Regions from separate parts of the Zea mays genome. Here region 2 is linked to region 1. A link is a contact called in public Hi-C data. All regions are on one chromosome and are shown on one strand. The core of a region is the stretch at or near the end of the contact, and the rest is flanking DNA. Distances in the headings are between cores, read along the strand shown. Region 1 has its middle 39 kb from the start of LOC111589319. Region 2 holds the start of LOC100194083.

Evidence for each region. A called contact is a pair of places that touch in the nucleus more often than the background predicts.
Region 2: a contact with region 1 is called in a Hi-C map of tassel, with 3 times the contacts expected there. The contact joins the promoter of LOC100194083 here to the enhancer-like site in region 1. A contact is called at or near these places in 5 of 25 Hi-C or Micro-C datasets (endosperm, leaf, root tip and 1 more).

What each region holds. Positions count from the first base shown.
Region 1 is chr5:85,969,867-85,976,369 of Zm-B73-REFERENCE-NAM-5.0, forward strand. No RefSeq gene overlaps it. Among protein-coding and RNA genes, the nearest start is that of LOC111589319, 39 kb to the right of the region's middle. Within about 2 kb of position 3,700, at least 14 of the 20 cell types and tissues checked have an H3K27ac peak or open chromatin away from gene starts, as enhancers often do. A contact at or near this core is called in root tip and tassel, where this site is marked.
Region 2 is chr5:86,052,539-86,059,041 of Zm-B73-REFERENCE-NAM-5.0, forward strand. LOC100194083 reads left to right here and starts at 2,502. Exons shown (of 7, transcript NM_001359389.1): 1 at 2,502-3,655; 2 at 3,743-3,890; 3 at 4,457-5,442; 4 at 5,557-5,701; 5 at 5,787-6,038; 6 at 6,137-6,446. The coding sequence starts at 2,619.

The DNA.
Region 1 (6,503 bases), core at 2,450-4,949:
CCCGGATGCCGCTTGGCCGGGGGAACAGAGGGAGGACGCACGGGACAGGAGAGAGGGAGAGAGGAGTGGAATCTTACCTGCGCATGAGGACAGGCCACCGCAGGGGCTCCTAGGCTCTTCGTCGAGGGACCTCACGACACACAGCGAGGGGAAGCTCCGAGACGATCGTCGAGCGGTTGCACATAGCAGTGCGAGCAGGAGCGCCGAGAGAAAGCGGAGCACGGTTTGGAGAGTAGTGGGCGTTCTGGAGGGGTTTGCTAAGGCATCAAGGGCGAGCAACAGTTGCCGGAGTCCACATGTTGTGGGCGCGAGTGGAGGAGCAGTTATGGGAGGAGAGGGGAGGAGCCGACGTGCAGGCCCTGCATGCGCGTCCGCGAGCACGAGTGTGGCTGATGGGTCGGGCGCGCAATAAATGGTCCTGTGGGCGAATGGAGGTGAGGTATTCGGGCGCAAAGGCGAGGTACTTACGGCTGCCTCTGAGTGAAACTAGCACGCGAGAAAAGGACAACGGTTTGGGAATATGAAGCTGACACACGAGCTCGGAATAACAACGAGAGGAATAAGCGAGGGAAAAATGGTTGCGCGCACAGCACGGCGTTTGCGACGAAAGACATTTCAATGATCCCGTGAAAATGACACGAGATCTAGAACGGTCTCGACGAGAGGAACATATATATATACATATAGTATCGGGTTTCTAGAATTTTATAGTTTTCGCAAATACTAAATTTTAGGTATTCAATTAATATTAGAAAAACTAAAATTCATATTTAATACTCGAAGAAACGTTCTAAAGATACTAAAAACTCTTGGGAACATCCTCGAAATATCTTAATCTGTTACAATAACATTTTGCACTCATAAACACTATGCATCGGCATCAATGCAACAATCAAAGATCCTCTAAGATTTTATTTTACTAGGCTTACGCATAGATATAAAACAAAATAACTCTTCACTATTTAGGAAAAAGAAAAGAAAAGCAAGGAAAAGAGAGGGTAACACCTGAATTTGGTGAATATTAGAAAAGAAATTTTATACCCCCAAATTCAGGGTGTTACATGCACCACCGGACATGAATAGTGTCTGATTCCTTTCCTTTTCTGGCGAAGCCGACCATTGAGCCTTCGGTCCCCTTGGCGCACCGGACAGTCCGGTGCGGCCTGGTGACTGTTGGCTCGGGCCACGCGTCGCCCACTGATTGCGCTGCCGACCGTTGGCATGGGCGCTGTTGGCTCATCAGACAGTCCGGTGCAGCACCGGACAGTCCGATGAATTTTAGCCGCGGCGCCCTTGGTTTTTCTTGAGAGCGACGAGTTCATCGTCGGACCAGCCTGGGCACCAGACTCTATCCGGTGCACACCGGACAATCCGGTGCACCTCAGGCTGGTGCAAGTTTGCCTGGACTTTAGCCAAACTTCTTCATTCCAATTTCATTTGATTTGACGAGCATCCTAGCACTTAGAGAAATGTGTTAGTACAAAAAAAAATCAATAAGGCCAGAGTCATACCTTGATTCTTTGATTTGCATCTCTCAACCAATTAGTGCATATTAATCACAATAACATGTGTTGGACATCTAATCACCAAAACATTTATCGAAATGGCCCAAAGGCACATTTCCCTTTCAAGAGGCAACAAACAGAGCTTCTCCACTATCCAAAGTTTCAACGAAATTGGCTTCAGCAGAAGACTTATCCAATTCTTTTTTCTTTCTCTCCTCTTTATTTCTCACTTTGGGGCACTAAGAAATATGATGAGTATTTTTTGCTGCAATAACGGCAATAAAGGTTGAATTTAAGATCTCCAGATCCCCGAACAATTAAACTTTCACCTTTCGGTTCAGAACGAGAATCAACATCAAATTTTTCCTTGGACAACAAATTTGACTTAACATTCTCAAAGGACAGTGAAGTATGATTACCATAAAGCATAATTTCCTTAAATTGCTTAAAAGAAGGGGGCAATAAGACTACCAACAAAATTGTCTTATCTTTACATCAAGACTCTCAAGGTCCACAATAATTGAATTAAATTTATTAAGATGTGACTGCATAGATGTACCTTCTGACATACGAATAGTGTAAAGACGCTCCTTGAGACGTAGCTTGTTCACAAGACTTTTGGTCATATACAACTCCTCCCATTTCTTCTACAATGTTGCTACGGATTTTTCATGCATTACTTCACGCAGAATATCAAAAGATAAACTGAGTTGTATGGCGGACAAAGCTCTCTCATCAATATCTTGTCACTTATCATCAGTCATGTCAGCAGGTCGCGTGTGCAACGCCTTTTGAACAACCAACTAGATAAGAACAACCTTCTTCTGAATCTGGCAAATAGCAAAACTAATTTTGCCATCAAACTTCGAAGTATCAAATTTAGTCGACATAATGCAAGATAAAAAAATTCCGAAGTCAACGAAATCGAAGAACAAAAAACCGTGATCAATCTGATGAGTTAGCTAGATATCTTGTCTCCTTGGTGCACCTAGCAAAAAACCAAACTGATTGATAATAATGGCTTAATTCACGTGGCTTAATGCCAAGGTGCTTGGAAACAAGAGAATAGATAACGTCTTTGTTCTTCGGTGAGAGAATCCACCAAGGATCCACCACATCAGATGCACGTGGGTGTGACTCCCTCATTGAGAGCTGTTGCAGATCGATCAAGCACCTACCACACAAAACCAGTACACGCCGCCTGCACACGGATGCGAACGCGCTAGTGATTCAACAGGATTCCTCACCGACAGAGACAGCACGCGTGTCAACGATGGACGAGCGCATCCACTAATGAGCCTGGGGAAGAATCCAGCGACGACGCAGATCAGAACACAGATCACAGCGGTGCGACACAAACTGATTTGTGGAAGTACGGAGCGACAACTACTGTAGATCGACGAAGGCAAAACCCGGCGGTGGCGGCCACAATGTGGATAACAACAATGTGTCTAACTCTAACTCTGATACCACTTGTTAGAAAATAAAATAGACAGAAACATTTACGTGGAAAAATCAGCTCCAAAATGAAGGAGCAAACACGAGGAAACAGATTCATTATTAATTGCAGAGTACAAGTTACAGAGAGTGTCTATATTTATAGGCATATAGAAAAACATATTTCAAGGCATATTCCAAATATATAAAAGGAATTAGAGGCATATTCCAACAAGCGACATTATGAAGACTCATTTTTTAACACCTTCAACGGAAGAACTAAAATGACAACGACGTAGCCTGGTTCAACTCATCTTTTTTAACACTTTCCTGAGGTACTCGACCGGCTCAAATTATAGGCAAAAACGACAACGATGTAACCTGGTTTCCATGCGGGAAGTGCATTCAAATGTTTGAATCCATCGCTGTAGACACCTCTAGTTATTATTACTACTAGTTGCTCCACAAGTGGAACAAAAGAATGCCTGCAGCTAGCTGCTGCTGGACCCGATCGAGGTGTATGTTTTGTGTCCTGCTGCATGCTGGAGTACTAATAATCCTGCTCAACTTAATGCAAAGCAAAGCAAGCAGACAAGTCGCTGGACGTGGCAACAAACACATAGCAACATGGCTTCGAGTCCAGTGGCAGCTCGAACCGCCTGCAGGCCGCGTGCAGCACTGCAGCTAGCACTAGCAGTGTCGAGTGCGTGGACATGCTGGTCGTCGAGTAGTAGAGTAGGCACATTGGTCTGCGAAACCGCGACGCAAGAGCTATAGCTAGCTAGCCCTCTTGTCTGCTTGCTGCTTGGCCGTGAGCTACCTGTGGTATAGCTTCACAAGGACGAATGAACTCGATCGATCGCGTACGTAGCAGCAGCAGCAGCAGCTAGGGTTAGTTTAAACTGCTGGTTGATTAGTACGTAGTGACGGGTACCATGCATGTACCAACCACCCCTCACATGTTTGTCGTATGTTAGATCATGTTGACATGAGAGCGTGCATTGTTTAGTCTGTCTGTCTGTCTCTACATACACACACACGTAGAAGCCTTATTTTGGAAAGCTCATAAGTTCTAGGACTATCGATATCTACGCTCTACAAATAGTAGAGTCTACAATACAAAATAATACTTATGGATAAACTTTAGGTGAACTGCTGGAGTCGGTCTAAGGGACTAATACAGAGCACATTGCTTGGCAGCAGAGCGTAAATTTGGAAACAGTGAGTTATCCTTTATTCATTTCGATCCGAAAATCATTACTACAAATTGTGAAAAAGATTGTGATTACTATTGGTAGTACTGAAAATGAACTGCTTCTCGTTCTGTGGTTTCTATTAAAAATATTGAGATCGATAGGTTCACGGTTGCTGCAAAATCCCCATCTCCCTATAGCGTGAATGCTTTTAGGTATGACGAGGAAGGAGAGTTAGATGCTGAATTATCCCGGCAGGTTACTGAAAGGTGGGATAATGATGCTGGGTTGTGTGGTTTAGATCGATGTTGCAAGCTTACCGTTGCGCGCCGCGAAGAAAGAAGGCAAATAGGGATTTCTTAAGGGTTTGTTTGGATAATCTCGGATTGAAATGGATTGAGGTGGTATGTGGTGTATTGAAGTGTAATATGAACTAATTTTTTTTCAATCCCCTTCAATACACCTCAATACACTTCAATCCCTCTGTACCCAAACAAAGCCTAAATGGGAAGATTAATCGGCCTTCCAAAAATCCTATCACACCCTCTAAAATTAGTTTAAAATGAAGTGATTTTTTGGAATTCTAGAGGTAGGGCTAGCCATTCGGTTTATTAGGATAATTCGGTTCGGTTTATTTGGGTTTGTGAAATTTCAGGTTGTAAAAAATGAGAACCAAAATTTTTAAAATAATTTTAGGAACCGAATCCAAATAGACTCACAATTTCGGTTCGGTCTATTCGGTCCATCGAATAGACCCGAATAGTAGAGACTAGTATCTTTTATTAAAATATATACAATTAATAATTAGTTGGAAGTACTATTATTACAACAAGTGACTATAAAAAATAGCATACAGAGATATATATACTATTGTTAAGATGATATCATTATTTTTAGCTAATAAGTTCATAAATCATACAATAATACCAGAGCTTTTTATATTTCTGGTTATTCGGTCTATTCGGGTTTTAAAGGTCATGACCGAACCCGAACTCATATTCCGAAATATAGCACATATAGAAACCGAACCCAAACCCGAAAACGCGAATAGACCGACAATTTGGTCTATTCGGGTTCGGTTCGGATTTGGTTTTCGGTTTTGAAATACCCACCGCTACGTAGAGGCACGAGGGATTTGGCTAAACATAATTACCTATCCCACCTCTCTAGAGAACATAGACTCTACTTCATTGCTCTCATGGAAACGGGCGGAAGGAGGAGACACATGAACAAATTCTAGACGTGTGCCAAACTTTGGCAGTGGTGGCGATAGGAGTCTTTGCGAATGACGATCAAATATGAGACTTGAGGGTTGCTAGTGTCATCCATATCATACTCATAGCTTTGTTACCTGGTTTCATCGAGTTAGATTCATTATTCAAATAACTGTTGAATGAGTCAATATTGTAATAGTTGTACGCAATAAACGGTAAAAGTCGGAACTATTGTTTTTATTATTAAATTTTTTTTATTTTTTTTATTTGTTATATTTTAGTTTAAAAATAAATAAGCGAACAACAAATATTTGATAACTCTGAGAACGAAGTTAGTATACACTTAATTGCGTAGTACGTACGTACGGCGCACATGCATGCTTCCACGCATCATCTGTCTTTAAATATTTCGGAGAGACCCGTGTGTTCAAGTTGGGCATCGTCACGTGGCGTGTCCGCGTGTGACGGTCAAGCTGCGCTGGCTACCTTCTCGTGATGTTGCACCACAGACCACACGCTGCTACACAAAAGATTTAAAGATCCGGCCGGCCGCCTCTACTTGTGCGAGGTCAAAATCATCCATCATTTTCATTTTAAAACGGGAGCATAATTGCTTAAACGCTTAAGTCCTTATAATCAACACAACTAAAGTAAAAGCATATATTTGAAAGCACCAAATTTTTAATAAATCGTTTTATGGCTAGGAAATGACCCACGGTCCCTGGGAACGATCAGTCAGAGACTACGCTAAGAAAAGGAGCCCCTGATCAATGGGGCTCGTTAGTCAATTGGGAGAGACAGATACGTCAACCCTAAAAGGATCCGCCCACGGTCGAACCTTGCGGCAACGAGTTCAAGGTTGGGCGTGGCGAAACCTAACAAGGGAGGTCGGGTGTATCAGAAGGAAACCACTCGAGTGGATCCCGCTCTCGGCTGCAGACTGACTCGTTGAAAGACGTCTGAAGGGGGTGGATAGACGGAAACTGAAATTTACAACTTTAATCACACTACAAGCCGGGTTATCGTTAGGATAAAATCCGAGTCCGAGAGAGGGGGAAAACAAATCAACCAAGAAAATAAAGCGGATGACACGGTGATTTGTTTTACCGAGGTTCGGTTCTAAAGAACCTAGTCCCCGTTGAGGTGGTCACAAA
Region 2 (6,503 bases), core at 1,252-3,751, 81 kb after region 1:
CACACCACTTGGCCTACGACACACTTATGATATATCAAACTAGGCTTGAGTACACAGACCTCCCGCAGGGCACTACACGACGGGCTATGTCGAGCCCCAGGGTACGAAGGCCATGGGTTGGAGTAACCATAATGATGATGCCTGGGACCATCGCCGCCCCCACGCCATCCACCACGATAAATACGAGACAACCAGGCAGACCTAGGCCCCACGATTGCACGTGGCTCCACCCGAGGTAAAACACTGGTTTTACCTTTGCCTTGTGGCTCCTTCCGAATGAAGCCACCGCTGGCCGACCCTTCTCTTATCCTATAACAGGGGGAGGCTGGTCTCATGGCAAGGGACACGAGAGATCGGACGGGATCAAAGGGAGAGAGCTCTTAGGCAACCGGACACCTTCAGATGGACATGAACCTACAAGGACGAACACGAGGAGGAGGAGTGCTGACGAGCACCGGGAGACCGAAGCCCCGCTAAACCAAGACTTAGCTAGGACTCCACCCAACAGCTTCTAAGCTCCACTTCCACCCTGATAAAGAGACTTGGGAGTCTCTCCTTCCTCTCTCGATCGCTTATAACCCCTACTACGAGTTTGATCATCAATGGTGTCGGTAGCGCAAGCCACCGATGACTAGAAGTAGGGACGTTCTGCCCGAACCAATATAAACTTTATGCCATCCGTGCACACCTTCTGAAGCCTGGAACACACACAATAAATTTACTTGTCGGAGCGAGGTACGAAACACCGACAATCCTTGTATCAGATTGTTCGAAGGAAAAGCGACATTATGGCAAGAGTGTTTACTGTTGTCCCATTAAATGTTTCCTTCCGTAGGGCATTAGTTGGACAGAACTTGATCTTATGGAATAATTTAGTGTCACGTATTTTTCATGTCCAATTATCCGAAGGAAATGATTTGTTTAGATGGAATCTAAATATCCCACGGTTGTGTTCACGGTCCAATCTATGTATAGGGTTGTGATTAACAATGAGAATTTATTTCGTCGTGAACTAATATGGAGTTTGAAGTTACCACTAAAGATTAAAAAAATTATGGTATTTATTCAAAAGGGTAGTTCTAACTAAGGACAACCTAACCAAACACAACTTGCAGGGTAATAAGAAATGTGCTTTCCGTGATTCAAATGAAACCATACAATACTTATTTATCAACTGCCATTATGCTCATTATATGTGGAGACTACTATCTTGTTGTTTTGGTTTACCCCCTCCCAGGCCGATGAGCCATGTGTTTGGTTCATGGATGTTAGGAGTTAACATGAGGACTAAAAAATGATTATTACAGGTGTTTCAGTTTTATGTTAGGCTATCTGAATAAGTAGGAATGATCTAGTCTTTGACAAAAAAAAAAACCTTGTCTCAGTGATTTGCAGGTTCTTTTTAGAGGTACCCACTGGCTAAGGTTTTGGATTCCTCTGCAAAAGAAGGATGAAGATAAGGATCTAATAAAAGCAAGTTGTAGGCGCTTGGAGATAATCGCCATGCAGATTTTTTACGCACTTTAGGCCTTGTTCGGTTAATCCTGTTACCTATGGATTGGACGGGATTGGAAAATATTATGAAGAAATTTGACTTGCTTGGGATTTAAACCCACCAAATCCCACTCAATCCATATGGATTGAGAGCTAACCGAACAAGCCCTTAGTTGGATTGCATGTGTCTATTTTGTGGGTGGTAGTGTGATGCTTTTGTAAGTTCGGCCCTAATCTCTTATGAAGGGAAAACCAGAACTGTTTCCATTATCTAAAAAAGAAAACTAGGATGCTAGTTGAAACCAACTTTTGCCTGACAAATTGGGTGCGATCCTCTTGACGCCTAATCTTCCTTAAATGATTAATTATCATTAAATTTCTTTGAATTAAAAAATACAAGTCCAAGCTATATTTAAATTCGACAACAAAGAAAAATGAAGAAAATAATTAAACCAGTCACTTTTAAAATAGATTAAAGATAGACTTCTCTTTGTGTATCATAAACAAAGTTAGAAACCCGTTTTCAAGAAACTAGGTTGCAAATACCAAATATGCACATCCATTTTTTTTGTCTCCATAAACCAGTTTCTATAAAACTAGTTCAAAGAGGTCCTAAATTAGTTGAAAACTACCAATATAAATCGAACATATTTCTCATGCAAAAATTAAGCTAGCTGCCATATAGCAACTCTATTTCTAAAAACTGTCGTTGTTGTCTAAAAAATATGAGAAAGCGTGCTGATGAGCGTATACGTAGTCCTGTGATGAAACAGTGGCAACAAAAACAAAAATGCGAACACAACAGTGACCGTCTCCTGAATTGAAATCACTGTTCACGTCACACGCTTCGCTGTTTACCCGACGACGTGCACAAAACGGAACGCGGTGTCTTTCTCTCTCAGCTCTCTCTTTCTCTCTGCGCGTGCGCGCGTACGTGGCTCGTGGGACCGAGGTGGCAGCCACGGGCCCGGGCTTTAACTGCGCCAGTGCCTCCGCGGTCCGCGCCCAAGTACCCACCCCAAGGCATGAGCTGAGAGAGGCTGGGACTGGGAGGAGCGCAGGGCGCGATTACGCGGACGCTCCAGTCTCCACCCTCCAGAGCAGACAGCAAGCGCCCAAGCGCCATGATGTTGCCGCCGCCGCCACCACCGTCCTCCTTGCGCGACCTTCTCTCGCGGGAGCGCGTCGACGAGGACGAGGCGCCGCATCTGTCGCCGCGACGCGCCTCCGGGCGGTCACCCCCGCGCCGCGGGGCGTCGTCGAGGTCGTCCAGGCACACGTCGTCGCCGCCGCTGGCCACGACCACGACAACGACCAGGGAGGCGGAGGGGGAGGCCGCCGCCGCCGACGCGGTGGTCGCCGTGCTGTCCGCGTACGCCGGGAGGCTGCTCAGGGACGCGGAATTCAGGCGGGCGCTCCGCGACAAGTGCGCCGCGTGCCTCGCGCCCGCCGCGGGCGCGGGCGAGGACGACGACGCGGCGGCAGGCCGCCCCGTGCTGGCCAACCTCGAGCTGGGCATCGAGAGCATAGAGCGCCTGGCCGCGGACGGCTCCGCCGCGCAGCCACAGGCGCCGCGCGACGCCAAGATCCGGTCGCTCCGCAACTCCATCCGCCTCCTCAGCGTCGTCGCGTCGCTCCACTCGCCACCGCCGCCGCCGCGCCCCGGCGCCGCCGCGGGGGACGGCGGCGGCCGCACCTGCGGGGTGCCCAACTCGCACCTCGCAGCCTGCGCGCAGCTCTACCTCGCCGTGGTGTACAAGATGGAGCGCAACGACCGCGTCGCGGCGCGCCACCTCATGCAGGTGTTCGCCGACGCGCCGGGCCTCGCGCGCAGGGAGCTGCTGCCGGACCTCTGGGACCACGTGTTCCTGCCCCACCTGCTCCACCTCAAGGTCTGGTTCGCCAGGGAGGCCGACGACCTCGTCGCTGGCCGGGACGCCGACGACCGGCGCACGAGGATGAAGGCCCTGCAGAGGCTCTACAGCGACCACATGGACAGCGGCACGGCTCAGTTCGCTGTGTACTACAAGGAGTGGCTCCAGTCAGGCGCCGCCGCGCCGCCTCCCGTCCCCTCGGTGCCGTTGCCTTCGACGCCCAGGAGTTTCGACGGGCGCGAGAAGAGCTCGGCTTCGGTGCACAGAACCTCCATCAACAGAGACCTGTGGGTGAACCGTGAACCTTCCCATCCCACAGACTGCATTGCAAGAGCACAGGAGTTTCTCAGAGTTTATCTGAATTCTGCTTCCAGGTATAATGCGGTTTTCGGGACAGCTCTCGCTCTCGGGCAGGAAGACGTCAAGGATACAAAGCTGGACGATGGGACTGGACTAGCTCTGGATTTGGATGTCGAATTGGATCACGATGCTGCGGGCTTCAAGACACAGAAGCTTGCTCATGTGAGTCGACAGTTCCTTCAACTTTCTCCAGATGACTACTCTACTCCTAGATGGTTTGCCTCGTAGTAATAATATGTGTTTTTTTGTTTGGCAAGGCAAACTAGCATTGGCATCTATCTTTTAGACAAGTGACGAGTTGTGGTCACTGTTTGCAGCTGACAATTTAAGTGGTGCCAAGGAGACAGCCGTTTGATCCACGTACAGTATAATATTTGTTTTCTATGCCGTGGGGCCTTTTTTTTTGTCATATTCCTAGGATCCTCAGTTGTCTATGGTTGGTTGTAGACATGTAGCATCCACTGAGCTGTTCGGTTTAAAAAGCTTGCCTCCTGAACTGAGAAACATCTGTCCTTGACGCCTCATAGTATTACACAGTTAGCCATCAAAAATCCGATCTTGATTTAGGAGTAACATATTACCCTAAACTGGCAATGCAAAGTCCTTCTCTTTGCTTTAGAATAACACTGCTATATGTAGTGTTTTAAGCTACATGTTCCTGTTTGTTTAGTCCCGCATATATATATATATTTGAAGTTAGTTAACTTGAGCCCGTTTTGAGTAGACAGAGTAAAATGGGGCTCCAGGAAAAGCACTCCCGCTCTCGGAAAGAAGGCGCCGCTCTAGCAGAAACAGCACCTGCGCAGCGGAAATCATACTCCTTTCGACTGTTCTCGTGCCAAGGCGATATAAGCAGGAACGTGATCAGCCATCCCAAAGCAGCGAAGAAGGAACCCGTGGTGTCTGTCGAGAAAGAGCTGGACAGCAGCGAGCTAGCTCCTGCTGTCGTGCCTCTGCTGGAACGAGCGGTTTCCGTGGTATCCAGTTCGGACAGCCTGAGTCAGTGCGAGGACGCCGTGCACGAGGTCGCCAGAGCATGCTCGGCCTGGGACCCGAGCCTCGTGAACCTGCTGTCGTGCGCCTCTTTCATCCAAGGCCTTCTCGAGGTCACGCTGACCTCCAAAGACGACGCCGTGCTGGAGTCGGCCATGTCGATCATGGGGAAGCTGGTTCTGGGGAACGAGGTGATCAGACAGCTCGTGCTCAACGCGGACCCGCAGCTGGAGGTTTTCCTGAGGCTCCTGAGGAGCAGCGAGCTGTTCCTCAAGGCGGCCGTGGTGCTCTACATGATGAAGCCTAAGGCCAAGCAGATGCTGTCCCTGGACTGGGTGCCGCTCGTGCTGCACGTACTGGAGTGCGGCGACGAGGTGCAGTCTCTGTTCTCCGTAAGATGCGCCCCCAAGATCGCCGCGTTCTATTTCCTGGACCAGCTGCTCATGGGGTTCGACGTTGACAGAAACGTCGAGAACGCGAAGCAGATGATCGCTCTCGGTGGGCTGGACCTCCTGATCGGCAGGCTTGGCGCTGGCGACGCTCGCGAGAGCAGGCACTGCATCGCTCTCCTGACCACGTGCGTTCAGGCCGATGGCAGCTGCAGGCACTACTTGGCTGATAGTCTCAAGAAGGAGCCTCTCGTTCAGCTTCTTGCTGGAAATCAGAGGAAAGCCAGTGCCGCGTCCCTTAACCTGATGAGTGAACTCGTCTGCCTTAACAGGTGACATACTTCTCCCCCCTTTGTTGTCAGTGACATAAGTAAAACAAAACAAAAAAAAAACATCGCTAAAATACCCCTTTTGGATCGAACTCATTCTCCTTTTCCTTCAAACAGAACAAGCAAAATCGTGGAGTTCGTCAAGGAGCTGAAGAACAGCGGGTGCTTGAACACGATGCACGTTCTGCTGGTCTACCTCCAGCAGGCTCCTCTCGTCCAGCACCCGTTAGCAGCTACCATGCTACTCCAGCTCGATCTCCTGGTAACGTCTCCGCCTTTTTTTTCCTCCTTCGCTCAGGCGTCTGTTTTGGTATTGTATTGTTCAAATGAAGAAGCTTTTCTTGCAGGGTGATCCTTCGCAGTACAGCGTGTACAGGGAGGAGGCGATCGAGGCCATCGTAGCCGCTCTGGAGCACAGCTCGCAGAGCAGGAAGGTCCAGGAACAGTGCGCCCGAGCTCTCCTAATCTTGGCAGGGCGGTTCTCGTCTTCAGGAGAGCCCGTAGCAGAAGCGTGGCTGCTAAAGAGAGCGGGCCTAGACGATTCCCTCTCTGAGTCCTTCAGGAGATCAGAAGTATTCAAAGATAAGAGTGTTCGAGCGGTATGTACGTTCAGTTCAAATGCCCGAAAAAGACTACGATTAAATGTTCGGGTTTTTTTCCCTAACCGACATGTTTGCTTGCACTGATGATGACTTAGGAGGAAGAGAAGCTAGTGGAAGAACGGCAGAAGAACCTCGCCTTGATGCTACTGAAGAGCGGGGGCAGAAGGTTCCTCACGGCGCTGTCGAGCTGCATATCCGATGGAACCCCGAGCCTCAGCCGGTCGTGCCTCGTCAGCGTGGCATGGATGAGCAGCTCCCTCTCGCCGCTGCGCGGATGCAACGACTTCCAGCCCCTGGCATGCTCCGTCCTCGCGTCTAAGCTTTTGGACAGCTTGAGCTACGACAGAGTCCTGGAGGAGAGGGTGCTCGCTTCGCTGTCGCTTCTGAACGTCGTGAGACACCCAGGTACGTACGTCTGCAAGACTGGTGACAGCCAAGTGACTGTAAAAAGAAGAAGATGAA